Regions from separate parts of the Sus scrofa genome. Here region 2 is linked to region 1. A link is a contact called in public promoter capture Hi-C data. All regions are on one chromosome and are shown on one strand. The core of a region is the stretch at or near the end of the contact, and the rest is flanking DNA. Distances in the headings are between cores, read along the strand shown. Region 1 holds the start of PTPN12 (tyrosine-protein phosphatase non-receptor type 12). Region 2 holds the start of CCDC146 (coiled-coil domain-containing protein 146).

The links. Promoter capture Hi-C pulls out the DNA fragments that hold promoters and counts their contacts.
Region 2: a contact with region 1 is called in a promoter capture Hi-C map of liver, with 6 times the contacts expected there. The contact joins the promoter of CCDC146 here to the promoter of PTPN12 in region 1. A contact is called at or near these places in 1 of 5 promoter capture datasets (liver), 2 of 47 Hi-C or Micro-C datasets (heart right ventricle and skeletal muscle) and 2 of 2 datasets of contacts at active chromatin or transcription factors (alveolar macrophages and skeletal muscle).

What each region holds. Positions count from the first base shown.
Region 1 is chr9:102,561,641-102,565,697 of Sscrofa11.1, reverse strand. It overlaps PTPN12 (tyrosine-protein phosphatase non-receptor type 12), which reads left to right and starts at 1,729. Exons shown (of 16, transcript XM_021102557.1): 1 at 1,729-2,158. The coding sequence starts at 2,060. LOC102167907 (a long non-coding RNA gene) reads right to left here and starts at 1,522. Exons shown (of 3, transcript XR_001299008.2): 1 at 1,160-1,522; 2 at 383-438.
Region 2 is chr9:102,917,372-102,921,428 of Sscrofa11.1, reverse strand. It overlaps CCDC146 (coiled-coil domain-containing protein 146), which reads left to right and starts at 1,671. Exons shown (of 20, transcript XM_021102558.1): 1 at 1,671-1,876. It overlaps FAM185A (protein FAM185A), which reads right to left and starts at 1,483. Exons shown (of 10, transcript XR_002347078.1): 1 at 785-1,483.

The sequences.
Region 1 (4,057 bases), core at 480-2,979:
TGACTGTCACTAGGCTGTTTTATAGCTTGTCCAGCATTTAGCCTTTAACAATCATCACCTAATTGGTGCATTCTTTTTGACAAATCAAAGTAGAGGTAATCTTGATCATCTGCCCAATTCTTTGCCTAGAGGCTAATTTCTCTCCTAGTTCTGGAGGAATAGGGTACCCTATGGTGTGCTATATTGGTAGCAGATCAAACCCAGCTCTTGATCTTATCTCATATCCAGTGAAACTTATCTCAAATCCAGTCTCAGTAATCTGAACAAAGTAAAATATTCCAGGCCCCTAGTTTCAAATAAAGCTTGCCTTAGAAATCAAACTATTTCTCTAAGTTAATTTTTATAATACAGGACAAAACTGTATCGTTTTATATGCACATACCTGTATATAAATGCATAGGAAGACATTTGGAAGGACACATCTGGAAGTGGTTATTTCTAAGAAGAAAAGTGGATATCAGTTGTATTCTTTCAGAGAGAAATATTCTTCTTTAAAACAAATAAGAAGTTGGATCTTGTTACTCATACTTGTTTTCGTCAAGGAGTATCATTAAATTCCACGATGCTTCTAAACATTCATCTGGAAAAAGGGACCTACCACTGATATGTTCTATTTTTATCCAGATTGCCTGACCAATCGACCTGTAAAAAACATTGTTTGTGGGCCTAAGTGACCAAAGGAAGTCCATGAATCAAATACTTCACTTCTGTCACATTATCACAAGCTTAATGCTCCTTAGAGTCAGAGGCAATATGGTGTTGTAGGGAAGGAAAAAGGATTTGAGTTCTAGTTTGGGCTCTGCTAAGAGTATGCGGGCAGACCTTGGGAAATTCACTTTCTTTAGGGTGGATAATCTCGGATTACTAGAAAATTCACGACGATGCATTCTACGAAGAAAAGCCTATTATTCAGTTCCGAGGTGCTGCGAATATAAAGGCAAGAAAAAATCCTTTCAATTCAGCAAACACTGAGTGCCTATCACATGCGTGGTATGTATTAGGACGCACCCCGCACTTCAGGCGCTCACTCGGCAGGGTTTAAACACAACTGCAAAAGGGTTAAGTCCTGTCACTGAAGAAGCATTTCGCTTCTCTTGGCCTTGGTCATTACCCAAAGTGCCAACGTCTAACTGCAGTCAACCTTAAGATGAAGACGTACCTGCAGCGAACGTGGAGTCAACGCTACTACAGTTCCCAGCATGCCACTCTTCCCACAACGCCCTCTCCCGCCCCCATTCCTGGACTCCTGAGAACCCGGACTTGTAGTCCCAACTCAAGGCTGGCGGCGACGGCGAAGCACTCTAGAAATGTGCTTTTCGCACTAGTAAGCAGTGAGACCGTAATTTCCAACTCAAGTCCTACTCCAACTGACTAGGGCTTGCCATTTAGCCTAACACCCTCATTCTAGCGCTCCTCAGACCTACTAGCTGCCGGGGTGGGACCACGCCCCGGAAGTGGAGTCAAGTCTCCCAGCCGACTGCCGAAGCTTCTTCCAGCCACTCCTAGCCCGGCCAGAGCCCGCGGGGCGGGCTCCGGGGCGTGGACTGCGGGGGCGGCTAGGCGCGGCGTCGCGCCAGGGGCGGAGCCGCGGCACGGGGCCGCGCGTCTGGGTGGCGGCGGGGGCGCGCCCGTGGGGAGAGGCGGCTGCGGCTGCTGCTGCTTGTGGGGAGGGAGGGAAGGAGGAACCGGGAAGGGGTGGGGGGGGCAGGGCGATCGGAGAGCCGTGTTCCTAAGGCGGTGGCGGCGTCTCCGACGGAGCTGGAGGAGGGCGGGGAAGGAGGATGGGGCACGCAGGGGGTTGGGGTTGGCGCTAGCCGCAGCGGCTCGCCTCGTACTGTGGGAGAGCGGCGGCTGCTCCTGCAAGTTGTAGGATCAGGAGCCGGCCGCCGCTGCCGCTGCCGCTGCCGCTGCCTCGGGCAAAGAGGAGGAGTAGGGAGCGGCGGGGGTCGGGAGGGAGGGGACGGGCTGGGGGAGCGAGCTGGGGAAGACTGAGCGGGCTCTGCGCCGGGCGGGCGGGCGGCGGGGGGGCCGGCGACCGCAGCCGGGGGGACGCGGGAGGATGGAGCAAGTGGAGATCCTGAGGAAATTCATCCAGAGGGTCCAGGCCATGAAGAGTCCGGATCACAATGGGGAGGACAACTTCGCCCGGGACTTCATGGTGAGTCCCTCCCCTCGCTGTCGCCTCCTTTCGCCGGCACCGGAGCCCACTGCCGCCTTGCCCAGCCGGCCCGGGCCGCCAGTGCTTTGTGTGCGGCTGTAAGGAGAGGGGCGGAGGCGGCGCGCACCAGCTCCAAAGGCCGGGTGGTCTCGGAGGCCAGCGGGAGGTGAGGTCGCCTCCGCCCCTCGGCCTCCTTTCCTCTCTTCCCGCGATCGCGTCCCTTTCCGCCGGCGTCTGGGACGCGAAGGGAGAGGCGGCCGGCCGAGCCCGCACTCAGCACCGCCGCCCGCGACCACCTATTGTTTCTCGGGCCGGGAGCCCGAGGCGAATGAGGTGCAGGCCGGGGGGCTAGTCTTTCCTCACCTCCCCGTCCAGACCGCCCCTGCTGGGAGGGTCGAGGCAGGGAGGAGAGCGATCTTGGCTGACGGCAGAACGTGGCTATTAAGATTGCAATTAACTCACGGGGTCCCTTTGCTCAAGCTGGGCTCAGAAGTGGGCAAGGTAGGACTTTTGCCGTTTCTGGACTGGCAATTATTATCTCCAACGCATGGGAAAGGATTGCTCGAAAGAAATCTCTTGGTTTACTCAATTTCTTTTTACCCGTCTCGTCGCTTGAGACCCTGGTTTGAGATGGTGTTGGGGTCAGCGTGACTTGAGGTCGAGGGGGTAAAGTGTATGTGTAGAGGCGGGGGTGGTTATCCTGAAGCCTACTTCAGACTCCCTAGGGGATATTGCTGAAGGCGGAGGGGATGTGACTATCACTTCCTATCCGGGGTGGGGGTGGGGAACTTGGGAACAATAGTCCTGGTGGGGCGGAGGCGACGGTAAGGGCCGAAGCCCTGAACTGGGAGATAACCTCCGAGGCCTACCCCCATCCTAACCCCCCTTCCCACCGCTTCCGCCCTCTGCTTGTGCTGGCGGGCTGGAGACGAGGTTAAAAGTCTTGTGCGTGAAATTGCTCTTGGGTCATCACTGTGATGGGGTCAGAACCGAAGGCGTGGGACCAGAAGTCGACTTCCTCCATTACCCCCCCCCCTTTATTTTTCTGCTGGACAATGTTCCCTTTAGGGTTGTTTCTCGGTTTAGGAGGCGGTGGTTGCGGCTGCTGCTCCTGCGGATGTTGCGCAAGACTGGGGCGTTGGAAACCCTGGAGGTCTGGGGAATGGAAAAGGAAGTGGGACTTTGGGAAGTGGTTGCTCCTTAGACTTGGCGGAGTTTGGGAATGGGAAATACGCTAGGGAAAATTTTGCTCCGGGGCTAGATACACGAAGAATAATCACTTAAGTCTGAAATTGTGGATCGTAAAAAGGATACATAGTTTATGTCTATAAAAAGGACTGAGCAGCAAACGTTGACTTGTTTTTTGTTTCAAAGTACAGTTTAATTGTTTACAAGGTGCAGGTGAAATGGCTTTTAGTACTAAAATGCCTTTTCACATTTTAAAGAAACTCCAATCTAGTAAATTTTTAATGTTAAAATTGTTAACACCTATATATATATAAGATCCCTGACCTTACACAATATTGTAACAGTATTGTTGAGCTTTGTTGATTCCCTCCTCCCTAGACCAATAATAGAGGCTAGGAGGTAGGTTTCCATAGTATCTTTTCAAGGTGGAAAAAAATATTGATTAAATAATTTATGCCTATTTTAAACATTTTTCTCTTGTTATTTAGCCCATGTATTTTGAAAAACAAGTTTTTGATCTGAGAAGGTTAAGGAAAAGAGGACATTTTTCCCTCTTACCTCTGAGAATTTTGAATGTGTTGCTATTTTTGGAATGATACCACAGTAATTGAATGGAGTCCCCTTTTGACTCTCTAGCAAAAATAGAAAAAAATATTAACTTAGAATATGTTATATGTTTCAGACTAATTACAATCTTGTTTTGGTTATGGA
Region 2 (4,057 bases), core at 422-2,921, 360 kb before region 1:
GGCCCACAATAAATACTTGGTATATGAAACCTGCTGTATTTCAATTCACTTATCTGAAACTGTGACAATAACAGCAGCTAAAATATAGTGCAACTGTAAGGATTAAAAGAGATTCTCTTAAGTGTTAGCTGCTATTATGATCATGGTCAAAATCTTCCTTCAGTTCCAGGAAGGCAGTAAGCCTGGGAATATTTTCCTAGAAAAGTGCTGCATACTATACACAAGTTTCCCAGGCAGTCTTACTATGTGTTCTTTCTTCAAAGCCTGTTACTAACAGAAAATTTATTTAGGCCAAAGTGAACGGTGACGTTTTCAATAAGAAGCTGAGTGCCTGTTAGAAACCAAACACTCGGTCTGGGTTAAATGGAACATACAGACAAGGCTGTTCTGAGACAGAGACCCCAGACGGTGAGCAAGGGGAAATGCAGGTGGACTGCTTGCCAGAGAATAGATTATCAAGATAATCTAACCCTGAAAAAAAACTTCATTATTGACAAAGTGCAGTGACAGAAATAGATACAAAGTGCCAAAGGAGAATATAAGGGCTTCCACAAATGTTACTTATATATTCATCTTTCCATTCAATTTATAAAATTGCTGTAATTGAGTACCTAATTCCCAAAATAGAAAAAAAAAAAAAAAGGGCATCTTCCCTTCCGAAGGGGAAAATTGTAAATTACGTTGGAAAGTCATATCCAAAAAACCAATTAAAACTGCACGTCGGCCTAATTCAAGATAGCGCTACGTGTGCCCTGGGACCCAAACCGGTTTTAACTTCACTTGCCAAACATCAGGGGCGCGCTCACTTCCACAGACGCCTGGGGATCGATGACGTCGGACACGATGATCACCTCCTTCTGCGCCTCGTCGTATGTCACCTGCAGGCCGGCCACGGCCTGCGCCGCGCCCTCCACTCCACTCACCGCCACCAGCACGTGGTTGTTGTCCGGGTGGGAGATGGGGTCCAGGGGCTTCACGGCCAGGTGGCATGGAAGCCGTGCCCGCAGCCGACCGAAAGGGCTCACCATCAGCGCCCACTCTTTCAGACTCGGGCGCGCGGGGCCAGACGGAGAGACCTCGGGCTTGGACCCACCTGAGCCGTACATCCGGGCTTGACAAGCCCCACATGCCCAGGGCACTGAGGCCTCGGGGGCCCATGCTCGCAGCTGACAGAGCCGGAGGCAGCCCAGCCCCCATCCCCAGCGGAGGGTGAACATGGCGCGCCCCACTCACGCTCCCTAGGATCACCTGTCACAGGCCAGTCTCTCCGTAGCCAGTGGACCCGGCCACTGTGCCTGCTCAAGTCAGAAAGTAGACTTTAGAGAGGGTCTGCTGACGCAAGGGCAAGGCCGCCCACTTCCCTCAGCAACTTAAACCTCAGCTGCACACGCCTTGGCGGCAAATTGTAATTTGAAAGTTCTAAGTATCACAGTGACCAGGGACTCCTCGCCTACTCCTCCCCTTTCGCAAAGGCCAATGGGATAGGTAGTTCTAATGGAGGACAGCCGTCGGAGGGCTCCTGCAACTTATAAACTACATGTCCCAGGAGGCAATGCGCAGAGCTGTGCGCGTAGTAAGAGCTGGTGTTAGATAGGACTGGGAAGGCATGCGCCCTTTCTATCAAGCCCATTAGCCATTGGAGGGACTGGGGGCGGGGGGGAGGGGAAATCCACATAAGAATCCAACTGGCCAATGGAAAGCGTAGAAGGCGCAAGATGGGCAAGTCTGTATGGTTTCCTTGGATACCGAGGACGCGATTTCTTTGGAGAGGGTGGAGTTTTGGAGTGAGACCCAGGAGGCCATATCCACAGAAAAAAATAGGAATTTAAATAAGGATCAAAACCAAGGGAAGTGATAAGAAACTGCGCTTTTAAAGGTGAGAACAAGATCAAAATAGCATTATCCTCAGTGAGTGGTTAGATCTAGACCTCACTGAACTCGTGCGCGGTACCCTGTACGAAGAATCTCTCCGCAAGAGGGTAAAGACCAGATTAGTGTTTATTGAGGAAACTCCATATTTTACAGCAAATGTAGGGATAGCATTAGAATTCCTTCCCCTTCCTGACTCTAAGTGATTTTAGGCCAGTCATTGAATGTCTATGGGTTTTAATGCTGGTTCTTAAAATGAGGCCAATAATACCTCCCTTGCCTTGCCTCAAAGGGTTTTTGCAGGGATCAAATGAGATAATGGGTGTGAACACGATGCATTGGCTACCAAACTGTTGTCTAAATTACAGTATTTTTATTTTATAGCATATACGCTAAGTTACCAAGAAAAATCTGAGAGATCAGGACTGGTGTTGACAGCAGCATTGTTCTCTTTGACTACAAAAGATCCTCAGTTTTAGGACTAAAAATATACGAGAGTGAGAGAGAGAGAGACACGGAGTGAGTCAACACAGTGCAATGGGAAGAGTACGAAACTCGTTATTTTCCTGGCTCTGCCGTTGTCTGTCTGTTACCTACCTCTATTTCTTTAGCTTTAGGTGAAGAAGGATTGTGCTAAATGACTCTGTGAGGTCTGCTTTACCATTTATTATTCGGTGGGCAATTTTAAAAATGAGGAAAGATATATTTCCTCCTTTCTATCTATCGCTCTCTCTCTGTGCCCCTTCCTCCTCCTACAAATTATTCCCTAAATTATTCAGCAAAGATACACTGCAAACAGCGACATTCAGTAAAATGCAACAGCTGAAACTGAATGCCTTAAAAATTGAAGTCCTTGGTCAAGTGCAATGACCAGAATTACTGGGAGTTATAGTGATAGAGAGATGGGCTAACGTCCTCATGGGCTCAAGTCACAGGGTTCTTTGCTAGCCATTACCTTTTTAAAAATTCACTGTTTTTCTTAAGTTATCCTATCCTTTTTCCTTTTTGCCCCAGTCCTTCCTTTCACCTTGTGAAGGCTCACGATAGGTGCAAGCTTTTAGCTTTATTTAGTATTAAGTTCCCACTGAATACTACTAGTTCTTAGCTTTGTGTTTTATTTGGTCATCATTATTCAAACTACTCTTCAAACTGTCTTTTTAATGAAAACACATGGAACTAACTTTTGAAAAAGGCATTGGTTTAAGAAAGTTGAGAATACACTCAAATTTGTTGTACACATGCCAAATATTTTTACATTAAATAGGAACTCCAATAGATAATTTTGTTTCCATGATAATTTTTCCTTTTCTTATACAAACCAAGTTAGTGGAATTGGCAACTGAACAATAACTGTTTATGTGGCAAAATCATTGCTCTACTATTTTCAAATATACAAAATAACATGAGAGAAAATCACTGAAAAATTACTTTTCAGACCATCTGGGTTTAAAATGCAGAGAATTTACTTGTAAGATATTTTTATACCTTCAGCTTTTAAATAGCCATTCCTGTGGTCATAACATATACACATGATAAGGGTGTAAGTTATTAAAAGAGTTCAGTTTAGCAATATGCATAAAGCACCTTAAATAAATGTGTATCAATGACCTGGAAATTGTCCTTTTTAGAATTTAACATAAGCATAAAATTAGGGATATTCATGAAAACTTAGTTCGAGGAATTTTGTTTTATAGGGTTACTTATGACAATAAAGAATTGAAGCAGTTTAAAAGTCCAAAAATAGGAGGTTGTTACATGAATTAGTATACATCTGGAGTATTATACATCAACTTAAAATTCTATTTTGAAGATTATTCAATGATATGGGAAATCTTCCTTGACATAACTATAAGGAAAACCCCACAATTTTCTTTCTATATATGTCTCCTTTACTCATGTAACTTCACTTCTGACACTTCCAGTCACCAAATGTGTGGAGGTTTTCCCCCACAACAAGTGACACCAGCTCGATGTCCCAGAATTTAACTAAGTTTGATACTAATGTCAGATTCCACAGATCAAGGGCTCAGTTCCAACAAACTGCTCCCATCCACTTCAGATGCCAATCACTAGTAGGTCTTCAGATTACTGACAACTTCTATCCAATTTGGCTACAAATTGGAGATTTCCACGACTGACCTTCCCAGGTTCAATTAATTTGCTAGGGGAGCTCACAGAGCTCAGGAAA